Regions from separate parts of the Dromaius novaehollandiae genome. Here region 2 is linked to region 1. Evidence: chromatin contacts called from public Hi-C data. All regions are on one chromosome and are shown on one strand. The core of a region is the stretch at or near the end of the contact, and the rest is flanking DNA. Distances in the headings are between cores, read along the strand shown.

Evidence for each region. Hi-C and Micro-C count contacts between places; a contact is called where the count stands out from the background.
Region 2: a Hi-C map of ovary shows a contact between it and region 1, with 4 times the contacts expected there. The contact joins the promoter of PARP16 here to the enhancer-like site in region 1. A contact is called at or near these places in 2 of 4 Hi-C or Micro-C datasets (brain and ovary).

Annotation. Positions count from the first base shown.
Region 1 is chr10:3,418,301-3,421,107 of bDroNov1.hap1, forward strand. All of the region lies in intron 18 of IGDCC4 (immunoglobulin superfamily DCC subclass member 4), which reads left to right. Among named protein-coding and RNA genes, the nearest start is that of IGDCC3, 19 kb to the right of the region's middle. Within about 2 kb of position 1,346, at least 1 of the 2 cell types and tissues checked has open chromatin away from gene starts, as enhancers often do.
Region 2 is chr10:3,554,565-3,557,264 of bDroNov1.hap1, forward strand. PARP16 (poly(ADP-ribose) polymerase family member 16) reads left to right here and starts at 1,334. Exons shown (of 6, transcript XM_064517869.1): 1 at 1,334-1,661; 2 at 2,459-2,596. The coding sequence starts at 1,476.

The DNA of each region.
Region 1 (2,807 bases), core at 96-2,595:
TTAGGAGGTTCAGTGAAACAAATGCATTGTGAGCGCATGGGATTTCATGTTTGCATCGATGACGCGCTCGCTTGCCGCTGGTGGGAAGGTGTGTTCAGGTTGTCCACTGCTTCCACAGGCGTCACAGCCCGGTGCCGACAGGCCGGTCCTCGCTGCTGGTGGTGATGAGGTGCGGCCTTTCGGAAATTTGGCATCTTCACCTGCATTTGACAGTCCTGTGGGCTGAACCTGTTCCCATGGCCATCCCAACTGGGTCAGACCAGTGCGCAGCTGCAGAAGCCGGTTTGCGGCGTAGCCAGCCCAGGTGCTCGTGTGTTAGCATCCAAGCCGCATCCGTAGATTTCAGCGGAATGTGGCTGCCTTTCTGGATCCAAGCCAAAGAGTGTGAGGAATTTCCTACAGCCCTTTTTGTTAAATAAGGAACAAATGTTTCCAGTGAGGGTGATTTACCTTGCAAACAGGTTGGGGAGGGGGGAAATTCCCTCCCCTGGGAGGCCTTTCCAGGGGTAGCACATCCAGATCTCTCTTCCAAAGCAGGGATCTTGTCTTTGAGTCTGCGGAGCGAGGGCTGGGGAGGGCAGCGTCAAGGCCTGGGCTTAGCCTGAGAGCTTGGGGCCCCCAGCGTCCGTCGTGGAGGCTGGCCGTGGCAGGCAGCAGGGTTATCTTCAGAGATCAGCGCTTTGGCAGAGAGGCAGTTCTGGCTGTAGCTTCTCGGCCTCCCCAGGAGCTTTCCAGCCTTGTCCTCGGTTTGGCGCTCGCCAGCCGGAGTCCCCCAGCAGCGCTGTTCAGGCAGGAGGAGAGTCCCGCTCTGGAAGGAGGGCCAGGCCAGCCCCAGCACACCGCGGAGTCAGATGCTCACAGACATCTGGGCTGGGCGAGGGCCGCCCGCCTTGCCTTTCCTCCGCGGCAGAGGAGGTAGGACATGGGAGACCAGGCTTAGCCAGCTTGCCTGGCCCCAGGGGAGGCCATTCCCCTGCAACCAGTCTCCAGGTGATGGCAATGAAGATGGCCATCAGGGGAGCGGAGGGGACTGCTAACTTCCAGAGTTCACCTCTTACCAGTTTTTCTCCATAAACCTGTTCTTTCCAGTCTCCTCCTTGGCTAATGTCTAAATTGACATGATGGAGAAGGATTTAGCCCATCAGTCTAATTGGAGGGGGAAAAGGCTACTGGGAGTTAAATCCACTGAGGAGTTTTGCCAGCAGAATAAAGGGCTTGTTTTTTGATGGCTCACGATAGGAAAGCAAGGATCCCGGAGCAGCAGCCGCACACAGCCACGGGGAGAGCAGTGTTGTCACCCGTGCGGCCCAGGCAGGACAGGAGAGTGGCTGCTGGGAGCAACAGGCTGTTGTTGCTGGGAGCGGGCGCTGGAGGGAGATGTGCTCCCGTGCAGGAAGCCTGGCGCTCCCGATGCCCCTTTCCGGCTGGAAGTGCCACCTGCAGTGCCGGGAGCCGGAGCCAGCCCTGCGCACCAGGCTGCAGGCAGGCTGGGGAAGCCGGGCCCGGAGGCAGGTGGCAGTCCTGCCAGCAGGAGTGGCATAGGGTGCCTGCGGGGTGGGAGGCATCGGAGGATGGCTTCATTACCAATTCTGGCACTGCTTCACTAGCTGACCTTAGCTAAGTCACTAAATATATTAGTACACGATTGTCTTCCTCTCTAAAATGCAGATATGCCAGTGCTCTACCGGAGGAATCATTTAATGACAGAAATGCCGCACTGGTGGTAGATACTCTGGGTCATTTTCCATCCTAGGTAGAAGGAATCCTACAGACTCTGCGAGGCGATGGAAAATGCTGTTTTGTAATGGTTGCACATTGACTTGCAGCATCCCATGGAAAAGTGAAATGGCTCTTGGGTCTGGGTTTCTGGGTTTGGTTGGTCGGTCTGTCTCTTTCTGTCTGTCTGTCTTTTCTTCCCTTCTCCGCTGCCCCATCCTCCTCACTCTCTGACATGTATATTCAAGGGTGAAAAGGCTCAGGCCAAAAACTTCTTTAGGCTGGAGTTGTCAGGCGGCCACATGTCCCAGAGTGTGTGATGCAAGTGACCTGGCTGCGTGGTTGGGGAGTTAGTCGGGTCTCATGAGCACAGCTGGACTGGTACAGGCATGCCCGGTCCCCCAGCAGATGCAGATCAGATTCGCCTGCAGCTGGGGGTGTGCAGCTCCCTGTTCATAGACAAAACGCTTCTAGCCCAGGCCCAGGTGTGTGTTGCAGAGTCCCTGGGTTCTCCTGTGCAAGTGGCTGCTTCCTGTGGCCGTTTCTCCCAGCCTGCCGAAAGTACCCGGCGGACCAGCACGGAGCCGAGTGCCGCCAGGAGCTTTGTACCCCACAGTGACCAGCTGCCTGTTTTGTCTTCTCTTCCCTTTCCTCATGCTGTGAGTGTGGTTGAGGCTGTGAAAACCCATAGCAAGGAATGTGGTAGAGCCACAGGAGAGAGCAAATGCCTGTGGAAGGAAATTCCCGTCAAAGGCAAGCTGCCCAGGTGCTCCAGGTCTGGTACTAGCACTTGCAATCCTAGTAAAGAAAAGGAGTGAGAAACGTCTCTAGGTTCTCTTATTTAACAGCACTACAGAGCTCAAAATGTCAGCTGGGACAAACCCTTGGTCTGAGGGGGCTGCCACAGTTGGGCAGGCTGATGCGGCTGGGATGCTGCCAAGCTGGCAGCTACAGGCCTGCGTGACCTTGCCTGCCTGCCTGCTTGGCCCTCCGTCTTCGAGGTACTCTCCCGAAACCTGTGCCGTGTTGGCTGGCTAGCACCTGCCGCTAGCAGCGGCAGTGATAGTTGTTCCCCTGCTTGCAGGCTTTTC
Region 2 (2,700 bases), core at 84-2,583, 140 kb after region 1:
GCTCTCCTCTCCGCCACTTACTACAACCTATCAATAGCGATCCCTACAGAAAGGTGTGGATCTCAGGCGAAGGCGCCATCTTCCCCCCCAATTCCCTCTCCCGCTCCCTTCCTCAGGGGAAGGCGCCATCTTCCCCCCCAATTCCCTCTCCCGCTCCCCTCCTCAGGGGAAGGCGCCATCTTCCCCCCAATTCCCTCTCCCACTTCCCTTCTCAGGGGAAGGCGCCATCTTCCCCCCCAATTCCCTCTCCCGCTCCCTTCCTCAGGGGAAGGCGCCATCTTCCCCCCCAATTCCCTCTCCCGCTCCCTTCCTCAGGGGAAGGCGCCATCTTCCCCCCCAATTCCCTCTCCCGCTCCCCTCCTCAGGGGAAGGCGCCATCTTCCCCCCCAATTCCCTCTCCCGCTCCCTTCCTCAGGGGAAGGCACCATCTTCCCCCCAAACCCCTCTCCCGTTCCCTTCCTCAGGGGAAGGCACCATCTTCCCCCCAAACCCCTCTCCCGTTCCCTTCCTCAGGGGAAGGTGTCATCTTCCCCCCCAGTTCCCCCTCCCGCTCCCCTCCTCAGGGGAAGGCGCCATCTTCCCCCCCAATTCCCTCTCCTGCTCCCTTCCTCAGGGGAAGGCACCATCTTCCCCCCCAATTCCCTCTCCTGCTCCCTTCCTCAGGGGAAGGCACCATCTTCCCCCCCAATTCCCTCTCCTGCTCCCTTCCTCAGGGGAAGGCACCATCTTCCCCCCCAATTCCCTCTCCTGCTCCCTTCCTCAGGGGAAGGCACCATCTTCCCCCAATTCCCTCTCCTGCTCCCTTCCTCAGGGGAAGGCGCCATCTTCCCCCGGGGCCCCTCTCCCGCTCCCTTCCTCAGGGGAAGGCGCCATCTTCCCCCCCAATTCCCTCTCCCACTCCCTTCCTCAGGGGAAGGCGCCATCTTCCCCCCAAGCCCCTCTACTGCTCCCTTCCCCAGGGGAAGGCACCATCTTCCCCCTCCAAACCCCTTTCCCACTCCCTTCCTCAGGGGAAGGCACCATCTTCCCCCCCCAATTCCCCCTCCCGCTCCCCTCCTCAGGGGAAGGCACCATCTTCCCCCCCCAAACCCCTTTCCCACTCCCTTGCTCAGGGGAAGGCACCATCTTCCCCCAATTCCCTCTCCCGCTCCCCTCCCCAGGGGAAGGCGCCATCTTCCCCACAAGCCCCTCTCCCAGGGTACTGCCGAGCGGAAGGCGCCATCTTCCCCCGCGGCCCCTCTCCTCCCTGTCTGCGGCGAAGAGACACGACCCTCCCGCCCCGAGGCGCCGCCTGCGCGGGGCGGCCGGGCGGGCGGAGGCGGCCGCCCAGGGGAGGAGCGGGGCGGAGCGGCGGCGCCAGGCCGCGGCCCGCGGCGGCGAGGCGGAAGAGGAGACACCGCTTGGGCGGGCCCGGCCGCCCGCCGCGCTGTGGGGAGCGGCCCGGCTGCCGGCAGCGCCCGCCGCCCCCGCCGGGCATGGCCCCCCCCGGCCCCGCCGAGGCGGCCGCCCGCGTGCGGGAGGCGGCGGGGAGGGACCCCCTGGCCGCCGACCTGCGCTGCAGCCTCTTCGCCGCCGCGCTGCAGAGCTACAAGCGCGACTCGGCGCTGAGGCCCTTCCCGGGCCGCTACGCCAGCGGCGACAGCAAGGACTTCGAGGCGCTGGTGAGTGTGACCGTGCCCCAGCCCCGCACCCGCCGCCCGGCGCCTCCGTGTCCGTGAAGGGCCGCAGCGCAGCGAGCCCCGGGCCTGGGGACAAGGACGGCGGCGGTGCTGCTTTTCTAATACTCCGCACCGCCGCGCAGCTTAAAACCTGCTTTGCGGGGTTGGAGCCGGAGCAGGAGTGAGGAGAACAACGGCGTGAAGCTGCTGGGCGAATGGGCAAGTTCAGGCCACATTTGCCTGGGACTAGTTGGGGGGAGGTGAGATTGCCTCTCCGGGGGGGTAAGTGAAATTTCGGTGTCACAAGTCAAGCTCAGTAAATTGCTTATCCATTTAAGGAACCCAGGTTTTAAAGTAAATTTGGGATTCTAGCTAATAAACTCATACCTGGAAACTCCCAAATCCGGTATGGAGATGGGAAGCGTTGTAGGAGGGGGCTTGGCCTGCCTGTAATTAAAAGCAACTGGAGGGTCTGTATTTTAAGTGGCCTGAACGGCTGTTGTGGTTATCCCCCTTCGGACACTGCCTGGCTTTTCTTCTTCCAGGAGCTCCTCTGATCCTTCTTACGTGTACCTTACAGATGCTCGTGATAAATACAGATATTTTATTACTTCTCTGGCGTTTGTTCTGAGAACATGTGGCAGACTTTCCCACAAAGTCAATGCAAACATTTATATCTCAAAACAAACTGTTTTTCAGGTTAGAGGCTATTAGGGTGAAATACTGTTTTACTTTCACTAGAGGTCTCTGTTTAATCGTAATGAAAAGAAGGAAATTGTACTAAAAGCCTTTCCTGTTAGCTTGCAGATACAAATGCTTTACCAAGCCTTAAAGAACTTCTCGAATCTGTTCCAAACACAGAGAAAAGGACCTGGGATTTGTTTAGCTGGATTTTGTCATCTAAGATCTTGGTGATACAAAGTACTAAGAAGCAGGAGGTAAGTTTTAAATTCTGAAAGTCTTGATTAGAAGTTGCCTTTCAAGGCAAACTTGCATTTCAGAGAATGCCAGAAGTTAGTTGGTTATTCTAAGAGTTTGAAGT